2 separate regions of the Bombyx mori genome follow, and region 2 is linked to region 1. A link is a contact called in public Hi-C data. All regions are on one chromosome and are shown on one strand. Each heading gives the region's core, a stretch centred on a gene start, on an enhancer-like site or on the middle of the called end of the contact. The rest is flanking DNA. Distances are from core to core; before and after follow the strand shown.

The links. A called contact is a pair of places that touch in the nucleus more often than the background predicts.
Region 2: a Hi-C map of whole pupa shows a contact between it and region 1, with 4 times the contacts expected there. The contact joins the promoter of LOC101736562 here to the enhancer-like site in region 1. A contact is called at or near these places in 7 of 7 Hi-C or Micro-C datasets (middle silk gland, midgut, posterior silk gland and 2 more).

Annotation. Positions count from the first base shown.
Region 1 is chr22:16,243,472-16,248,625 of ASM3026992v2, reverse strand. It overlaps LOC101736703 (E3 ubiquitin-protein ligase Hakai), which reads left to right. Exons shown (of 13, transcript XM_004924278.5): 5 at 2,846-2,934; 6 at 4,260-5,154. Among protein-coding and RNA genes, the nearest start is that of LOC101743723, 18 kb to the right of the region's middle. Within about 2 kb of position 2,870, at least 2 of the 8 cell types and tissues checked have open chromatin away from gene starts, as enhancers often do.
Region 2 is chr22:16,378,192-16,383,345 of ASM3026992v2, reverse strand. LOC101736562 (protein transport protein Sec24A) reads right to left here and starts at 2,958. Exons shown (of 16, transcript XM_038018776.2): 1 at 2,873-2,958; 2 at 1,152-2,547. The coding sequence starts at 2,536. LOC101743583 (MAP kinase-interacting serine/threonine-protein kinase 1) reads right to left here. Exons shown (of 8, transcript XM_004924247.5): 8 at 4,228-5,154.

The sequences.
Region 1 (5,154 bases), core at 1,621-4,120:
ATTAGCATTACCTAGTCAGGTCATAAATTCTGTCACATGTTTAATGTAAAATAATTGAAACAAGTTTATTCATTATGTAATCATTCATATACCAAAATGAACTTAACAAAACATAGATTCTTATGACACTAAAGTTTATTCAAAATGACCTCCGTGATTTTGAATACAGGCCTTCAATCTGCGCGGCCAGTCGTCTATCGCAGCACGAACGAGGTCCATGTCAATATCGGCGGCTGCCTTAATCAAGGATGTCTTGAGTGACTCCAAATTGGGATGAGGCTTTGAGCACGTCTTTTCCTCCAAGTGTTGCCATATCTTGTAATCTAACGGAGTTAAATCTGGACTGGAGGAGGGCCAGTCTTCGTGCCGGATGAAGTCGATTTCACGCGCCGCCAGCCAGTCTTGTGTGCTCTTCGCTCTATGAGCTGGCGCCGAATCTTGTTGGAATACCCAGTGCCTGTTATTGAACATGGTATGAGAAACAGGTTCCACAAGGTTCGTCAGGACTGTATTTTGATACACAACTGCATTCGTTTTTACACCTTTCTCACAAAAATGTACCTCTGTTAAGCCCCAATAAGAAACTCCCAACCATACCATGAGCGAGGATGGAAAATGACCTCGTTGGACACGCGGAATACGGTTGCTCGCTTCTTCACTACTGTGTGCGTACACCTTATCATTTTGGTTGTTGTAGCTCTCTTCTACGGTAAAAATTTTTTCATCCGAAAAAATAATTTCCCGATATTTTTTTCCCGCGTACCGCTTCAACAAAGCGCGGCATCTCTTCAGTCTCAGGTCCATTAGACGAGCATTCAAACGATGTCCTGTTTTTCTTCGATATGCCCGAAGCCCTAAGTCTTAATTTAACACCCTTTTCACCGTGGTTCTGCTTAACCCCATCTGAAGGGCCAACAGTTTCTGCTTACGTTTGGGATTTCTTTGAATTCGCGCCTTCACAGCTTTTATCACTGCTGGAGTCCTAACAGACCGAGGGCGACCACTTCTTGACCTGTCATCTACATTAGAGTCTTCATTGTATCGTTTGATGGTACGAATCTTTTGGTTATATTCAAATTTTTCAGTATGTTAAAAATTTGAATTGGCGCGTAACCGCAAAGATGCAACGCAATAACTGCAACACGGTCTTCTTTAAGCGTCCACTCCATATTTAAAAATGAGTAAAATTCTAAAAGTGTACATTTTTATTTTCATGAACAATTCGAAATTCGAATTCAATAAACTTTTTTGTGGCTAGCATTCTAAAAGAAATTTTTTTACTGTGTGACAATACTTATGACCTGACTAGTTATAATAATGAATTGGACATTTATATGTTTATACTATAAAATTCCACAAACATCTATACTGATATTATAAAGCTGAAGAGTTTGTTTGTTTGAACGCGCTAATCTCAGGAACTACTGGTCCGATTTGAAAAATTATTTCAGTCTTAGATAGCCCATTTATTGAGGAAGGCTATATATAGGCTATATAACATCACGGTAAGAGCAATACAATTGGAGCACCAATAAAGGATGTTTCAAAATATGGGGTTTAAATAGCTCCTTAACATTCTATAATTCAAATTGTATTTTCACTTTCTACGTAAATGAAGTGGGGGTAAAATTTAGCGTTATGCCAAAGTAACTATTCCACGCGGACGGAGTCGCGGGCAAAAGCTAGTCCAATATAAAATTATTTATTTAAGGCGATTGAACGACAACAGGGGTCGCATGCTATTAAGTGGTTACCGGAGTCCATGGAAATCACATCGTGAAAGGCAACACGAATTAGATATTACGTCAAAGTCACAATTGCATGCCCCACACTTCAAACCAGAACGCATTACTGCTTCACGGCAGAGACGGGCAGGGTGGTGGAACCTCCCCCCGCCATCTCATTAGTCGCTCGAGTACCAGTAAAACTTGTATTAAAATAACTTTCCTCTATGCCGGTTTCTATGCTATGCTTACAAAATTTCTTGGATACGAAATACCAAACATTATTTTAAGTCGATCCATCTTGTCACGTTGGTTGTGGTAACATAAACAGCGGAAGCACGTCCAATGATAACCTAGGCTTCCCCAAACATGGCTATAATGACACTTCTAACTTCCATTGATTTTGATGTAAGCCTTGATTGATGCAGGTACTTACTATATACCCACTAAATACAACAAACAGTGAGACTTCAAGAATAAAACTGAAACTTCAGTAATTTTTTTTTTATGTTTTCCAGTTAGTACAACATTGACTTTCTAGTTTATTCCATTTAAGTAAAGAAAACGATAGTACAACTTGTAAAATAAAAGCGTCATTGAGTGATTAAATCACTCCCCTGTCCTCTTTTCTTCATCTCCAAGCACCGCCCTAAAGAGTTTTGTAACAAACAGCATATTAAAAGTAGGAATTTAATTTCACATATTTATTTTTGTAGTAAAATCGTTTTTGTCTTAGTCCCATGAACAAGTACATCCCAGTAAATGTTACTGTTATAAAAAAACATTGTTCTAAATTAAATATGCAATTTCGAAAAGGTTACATCTCTGAAAATGTAAAATGTTTAGGAAATGAAAAAAACTGATTATTTTCTAAAGCAGTGTAAAATTTAAAATATTAACTTTTGAGATATATTTTAGTGTTAATTAGCAATTGAAAATTACTGGAATTATTATAAAATGAGTGTAGGTAAGCCTCAAAACTACATGTATATGAAAAAACGTGTATGACAAAATATGCGACATGTGCCCTTTTCGAAATTGCATATTCAATTAAATTTATCGTAGTTGATATTCACCACAAATAATCTATCTATCTGTTATGTGTTTTATGAACGACGTAGTGCGAATCGCGAGGGTCAAAGGTTCAGGGCTGCGCAGACTGTCAGGCGCGGAGCACTCAAGGTGAAAGGAGGACGATGCTCTATTTGCGGTAATTATAACAAGTACCTACTTTTTTTATTGCTTAGATGGGTGGACGAGCTCACAGCCCATCTGGTTGTCAAGTAATTACCGGAGCCTATAGACATCTACAATATAAATGCGCCACCCACCTTGAGATATAAGTTCTAAGATCTCAGTATAGTTACAACGGCTGCCCTACCCTTCAGACCGAAACGCATTACTGCTTCACGGCAGAAATAGGCAGGGCGGTGGTACCTACGCGCGCGGACTCACAAGAGGTCCTACCACCAGTTGTAACAGTACTATTGTTAAAAAAGCACATTATTAAAAAAAATTACTGTTTTACTTATTTCTACTTTGATTTCAGTTTTAAATTACTTGGCTAATAACTAGCTTGAGAGATCACAGTCTCACACTACTGTCTTCTATGTACAAATAATTGTCAATTTTTATTATGAAATCGGTTACAAAATTAATGATTGGTTGATGAAGGATGTTATTTTGTCATATACCAGATAAAAATATCTACTTAATGTGAATTTTTTTTCAATGATAGGAAGTGATTTGAATGATTCTGTTTTGAGTTTGTTAATGTCGAACCTTTATCCTTGAAACATTAAAATGTTGATCAGATAATATCACTTTGTTCTACATTTACTAACACGTTGCCACATTAACCTAAAAATGAATATTAGGTTACCGAATACACCAACACTGTTAGAAACCTTTTTGTTTGATTAATTTATATTTTGTTCTACACGCTAAATACCTAAGGTTTTCTTGCAGAGTACGGCACCTTTTTAATATCTTTGAAGTAACCTAAATTGGATTATCTAGTGGCGTGGCTTCGATAACGTAACAGATCTTACTATCCAATAACCATTTCAAAAGGCAAATAAGGCAATAAAGAAGTGGGCAGACAATATTATTATTAAATTGGATTATCTTGTTGATTTCCCTCCAGACTTTTCTGTACTCCAAACTTTGAGGTAGCCTAGCGGTCAATGCTAGCTTCTGAGAGAAAATAAAAACAGAAAAAAAAAACTAGAAAAGTGCAGACGGAAAATAGCGCTGCATACTCTCCATGTTAACGTAAAACCATCACGAACAAAATCACGATAACATGCCTCAAAGATTTATGAAAATTACAAGTTCAGTGTGCTTAGTGCGAGTTTTTAACGTCCTCGATAGCGTAAAAGTTAACTCAAACTTATATGCAGTTGGAACAGCGCCCCTAGCGGCAAATTTAGGCAAACGTTCCAACTCCATACAAATTTGAGTTAACTTTTACGCTATCGAGAACCTTAAAAAACTCGCACTGAGCTCACTGAACACACACTTTTTTTTCCACAGAAGAAAATGGCCGGATCCCCACCCGCACGGCAGGCGGGGTATGTGGGAGTTAAACCTCACTAAAAACTCCTGACGCTCACAGCCGGCGCCCTGCCCCGGAGTCGGGGATATTGAGACGACGGGAACATACATGATACACTTAGTGTGCTCATACTAATTTGTTTGTTATAAAGCTTTAAGATAACTTAACAGGGATTCAGACCATTTGTTAATTGACCGACGGGGTCACGATGTAACATAACTAGCTGTCCGAGCCCATAGACTCGCATAATATCAATGTAGCCACTGACCTTGAAACATGACATCGAAGTCTCAAAGGCTAAAAAATCAAAATCTAAAGATCGTCCTAATCTTCGATCTGGAATGGATGATTGGCTTTCGTTTTTCATTTCACGACTCACCAGGTGTTAAGTAGTTAGTGTATTCCATAGACATCAACAACAACTCAACCTTAGAACTCATGTCTCAAGGCGGGTGATTTTATTATACCATGAGACATGAGTTCTAAGGTCTCCGTTTTTATACTACAACGAGTACTCCGCCCTTCAAACCGATTCATATTACTGCTTCACAGCAGAAATAGGCAAGATGGTGGTACCTATATGTGCGGACTCACAAGACGTCCTACCATCAATGAAGATTATAATTTTTGCGGGTTTATCACGCGATGTTATTCGTTTATCGTGGAAGTCAATCGTGAATATTCCGTAAGTACATATTTCATTAGAAAAATTGTTACTTGCCTGCGGGATTCGAACATCGGCACTTTGGATCGCTTGATACGAATGCACTGGGTGTCTTATCCTTTATGCCACTACGACTTCAAAAATTCGGCAGAAATAGGAATAATTGTAGTATCTACCTATATAGGATCACAATACATCTTACTATCTAA
Region 2 (5,154 bases), core at 1,709-4,208, 130 kb before region 1:
TGGCGCTCAGGAAACACTGTGGAGGGGAGCTCATTCCATAGCCATATTAAGTTTTAAGACCAAATTGGCCACATAGCATGCTTAGAATCACAGTGCAAACATTTATTTTTGGGGAAAATCATCAACTTATGCTGATACACCTAAGAATCACTACCCATCGAAAAACTTACAAATACATTAACAAACATAGAAGGACTAGACAATAACATTCACATCTTAATTACCATTTGATCACCAAAAAGGTATCAGTCACAAAATGGACACTAAATCCACCTACAATGTAAGGGACCTAGCTATTACAGAGGTAGTATTGGGACAGACTCATTTTTCCTATAAAGGATCAGATTTAAGAGCCCATATATTTGAAACATTTCGTGATAAAACTTCTCAAAATACTAATTGGGTAATTATATATGCATTAACAATGTTCATTGCAGACTCTGTTTTTAGTTTATCAGAAAAAATTGTTGAAAAGTACTGCTTACAAACATCACATCACCTCCTATGATGATACCATCATCAGTTGTGATTGCCAAACAAATTTAGAAGCAGCCTTGGCTTGACAGGTAAAACACCAGTTATGTTATAATATTTTTGAGTGATACACAGTTCTACATAGTTATAAGCATGTCAGGTTCAGCAGAATAGCGTTCAAACTTTTTGTGTATAGAACAATACTACTTGCTTGATACAAGAATTTCCTTTTGTCATTTCCTTATATCATCACTTCTATCACACAATTAGCCTTCCAGTGGTAAGTCACATGATGAGCTTCAGAAGTGGCTTAGCACCATAGAAGCAATAATGAGACCATAAGAATTCATACGCTACTATTTATGGCAATCTACCAATGAACCATACGATTCCTACCATCATCACTTTTAATAAAATTCCATTTAATTTTTATTTAAATAATATAAAAAATTGTTTCTCTTCAATTGTATTTATATATCACTACGACCACTATGACAATGTACTCGTAGGTGTAGTAAATGCAAATATATCCACACCTACTCAAACAATGTGCAGGTGTTGTAGAAAACTTCATTAATTATTAGAATTGATAATGTATTACTTTTACTGAGATTTTAAAATTGTATTTTATTTTTTAACTTAAACCTATCTATTTATAATACAATACCAATACTTACTCAGGACTACAATTGGGCGAATCAGCAAACTGGTGTCCGAGCTTAATTTCCGGAGGATCCTCAGGGTATTCAGGCAATATATGTCTAGTTTGCAGCAAGTCAATCATGTGATGACCCCAAAGTTGATCAAAACCTTGCTTGGTTACACTCAACTGTCCCATTTGCTGTGTCAAACCTTGAGCATTGTACTGCTGTGGATATTTCGTAGATTGTTGCGGAGCAGACTGTTGATTGTAACTGGCCTGTGGCATCTGAGGATATCTGCTCTGCATATTACTTTTCAATGGCCCACCAGTTGGTCCACTTGGAGGCCCCGCTTGTTGATTTACTGGTATATTTTGATTCATAGGCGGTATTAGTGCTGTGGGTACATTTGAACCAATATTGGAGTTAAGTCCTGGCTGACTTACAGGTTGATTTAAATAAGGTTGACCAGGTGGAGAGCTTACAGATGGCATCATTGGTAGAGGATTTGCAGAACTGAACTGCTTGGGAGGTCCAGAGACTGGTGGTAAAGGACCATTTAGGCCCACTGGCCTTGCTTCTACTGCTGAATTTGGCGGTAAGGCATTTGAGCGTGGTCCATTTACTGAGAAACCCATATGAGGGCCACTTATTGGAGGGTTAGTGACAGGACCCGATATAGGACTTGCATAAGGTGGATTCAGAGGCCCAGGAACTGAAGGCCCAACATTTCTACTGACAGGAGGCACTGAGGTACCTATATTTGTTGGACCAGCCAGAGGTGGGCCTGGAAACTGAGTACTATGTTGTATGGGCAGTGACTGTGGTCCTGAAGGCTTTGTATTTGGAGCTGGACCATATTGATTGATTGAACTGGGGCCATATCCTCCCACTGGAGGCCTATTTAGTGGAGGCACAGGACTGTAGCTACTAGATGTTGGGTTTGGCATGGATGCAGCCAAAGGAGGCCCATTCACAAGGGGTTGATTATGTTGACTAGGGGGTACTAGTGGTGGTACATTATCGTTGATTTGTTTCTGAGGTTGATAGTTAGGGGTATAAGGGTTTGGATTGGAAACAAAAACAGGACTAGGCGATGATATCTGATTTAGAGGTTTAGAGCTTTGTGGAAAAGGTCTCATTGGCGAACCTTGCATTCCACCTTGCACCAATCCAGGCTGATTGAAAGCTGGTGAGCTACTGGCACTTTGATTGAAGTTGTTTATGTTTTGTATAGCATTATTTTGAGGTGATATTGTTCCATGAAGAGGACTATTTGAATTGTTGTCCTTCAGTCCTCCATATCCTGGGGGCAGCTGACCCAATGGTACTTGAGCGTATTGATTATGGTTAAAGGCTTGCACAGGGTTTGCATTCGCTCCAGGCTGGCTTACAAACGGATTAGGTGGCAAATTAGACATGATTTGTCGATCTGCAAAACACAATGTTCTTTGTAGTACACACAATCATTTAAAACAATTAACAATGAAATCACTATCTCAAACACACTACTAGGTGTTTATATAGCGATAAAAATGCTGATATCAATTAGGAAATTATTAAAACATGCTAATTCACCAATAGGATGACGGATTAGCTAAGGAATTGACTGGCATCTTACCTACAATACGGTGACTTTAACACAAAGCACTAGTAATATACTTCTGTTATATATTATAGCATTCTCACATATTAACCTTTATTGTGAATTAACGTAATTAATATATTTTAAGACGAAAAATACGACCCTGACTTACGTGGCCGAGCAAATTAAAGCGCCCTCTGGATTGATTTTTGACAAGAAAGACAATGTCATAAGCTCATTACTGTCAACTAGTGCTGCGTCAAAATTTAATGTCACGTATGAATCGACTTTAATCGAATTAGTCGATCTTCTGTTTCATTGAATCCTGAAGCCAAATAAGTCGATTTATGCGATATTTTATTATCTGCTGTCATTATGATGATATAACAGTGATACGAGATGATTTCTAATGCCGGCCACTCACACGCGCGCAAATATTCGTACATTGTACGAATGTTTGCGGCAAGGGCCGTCAAACATTCATTCGCAAACTTAGCGGCTGTACAAATGGTTTCGGTACTCAATTTCCGACCCGTTTGCGCTTCCTCCTGCACTTGTTTACGAATGTCTCACGAATTTCTCCTCCTTTTTAATTCGTCAATAAAGCATTGAAGAGAAAAAGAATTTTGAATTCTTTCCCAGACATCATTAATAGCCATGCTGTTTTTATAGGATTTCTTTGGATGAAGATACGCTACACAGTAGACGTCACGATCTATGAAAATAGCGAAACGTCCGTTGCCCTTGCAATCCTGGGCGCAACTGGTCACACGAATGTGTGGGACACTATGCGAAGGATCGCGGTTCGCGCGCTTTGATGTCTGTTAAAGAACCGACACAGCTTGGAAAACCACGAATGCAGCGAAAACTTTGCATAATCATTTGCAAATGTCGTCTTACACTTGCGGGTTTGCGTATTCGTGCGAATGTGAGTGACCGGTGTAAAACTCAGTATGCCTTGAGAATTATTTTTAGATGGTTGAATTACCCAGAAGCCCAGGCCCTTAATTTTTCATAAGTATTTCATTTTGTATTCGACCTAAGGTTACTGTTTCTTATTCGTGAGATGCATATGACGCCTTCTTTTATTAGTGCCCTTATTGGCAGACGAGCACACAGTCCACCTGATGGTGAGTGGTCGTCCATGGACGTCAGCAATGCCATGGGCTAAGCCAAGCCGCTGCCTATAATTTTTGATACGCGATTATTGGAAAACTTGTTAACCGAGAAGCTATCTAGTCACGGCGATGATGTGAATCTAGCGTCCCATGGCGTAATGTGACATAGAAGCATGGCCCTCGTCAACCTCCTGACTATTCAGAGAAATGAATTTTAACTGGATTGTCTGCCAACTCAAGGCATATATTGAACCTGTTATTTACCTAATCCATAAAATTAGCGCAGTATTTTTCAAGACAGATAAAGTAATGTTATATTTCAGCATTTTATTGCCAATCGTTACCTTATTTACAAAACCTCGATTACCACAGCCGGGATTCACTAGTCCAAATAAATGAAAAACAAATAAAAATTCAAACATCTGTATTTCAAATGACATTTCAAATCAATGATTTAGTCGTAAAACAAAATTTCAACAAACATCTGCGTATGTAATTTTTTTAAATTGATTGGATTAAAGCCACTCACTCAGATACGAATTACAAAACATAAATATAATTTTTATTATAATTTGTGTAATATAAAATTTATAATGTAAACAATAACGGCCAACTGATTTGTACATTTTCATTCCTCGTCCAATCAACGAACTACGCAGGATTACAGTCTAGCAAGTCTACACTTAACAATATCAACACCACATTCTTTCAGCAATATAAAAGTATTCAAACTGATCACAATGTTATGGCAGCTCCATGGAACCCCATGCAACACTTAAAGTAGGTACTCACAGAGGACAACTTGCCAACACATAATTATCATCATATTATACTTCGTTCGAGATATTTTAATTAGTAGATCTATTAAAAATTGCAATCTTTTACAAAGATTTTCATTAAACTCTTTGAGTAATTTAAGAATTGTGTAATGTTTCGGCCTCTCGGTTAATTAAGTAGCAAGTAGCCTACTGTAGTAGCGTAGCATATATGACGTTTCATACAATCTATTCACAAGCATCCGTTCTGTTCGTCGGACAATACTAAGAGAATTTTATTCTTATTTTACATATCCAAAATATTATAATTATGTAATGATCGAAATAAACGCGAGAATATTTACACTTGCACCTTATAAAAATGTCACATATCGCCCGCACTTCAACTACCTTTCTCATTTCATAGATCGATTCGAAATTTAAAGATTGAGATGCGTTTTTTTTTTTAATAATCAGTAAAAATGCATAAAAACAATCACATAAACAGACTAGGATCCGAAAACGCCGTCGAAAATTACATAATTTCTATTTATTGCAAGGAATAGGCCACGAAAGGAAGG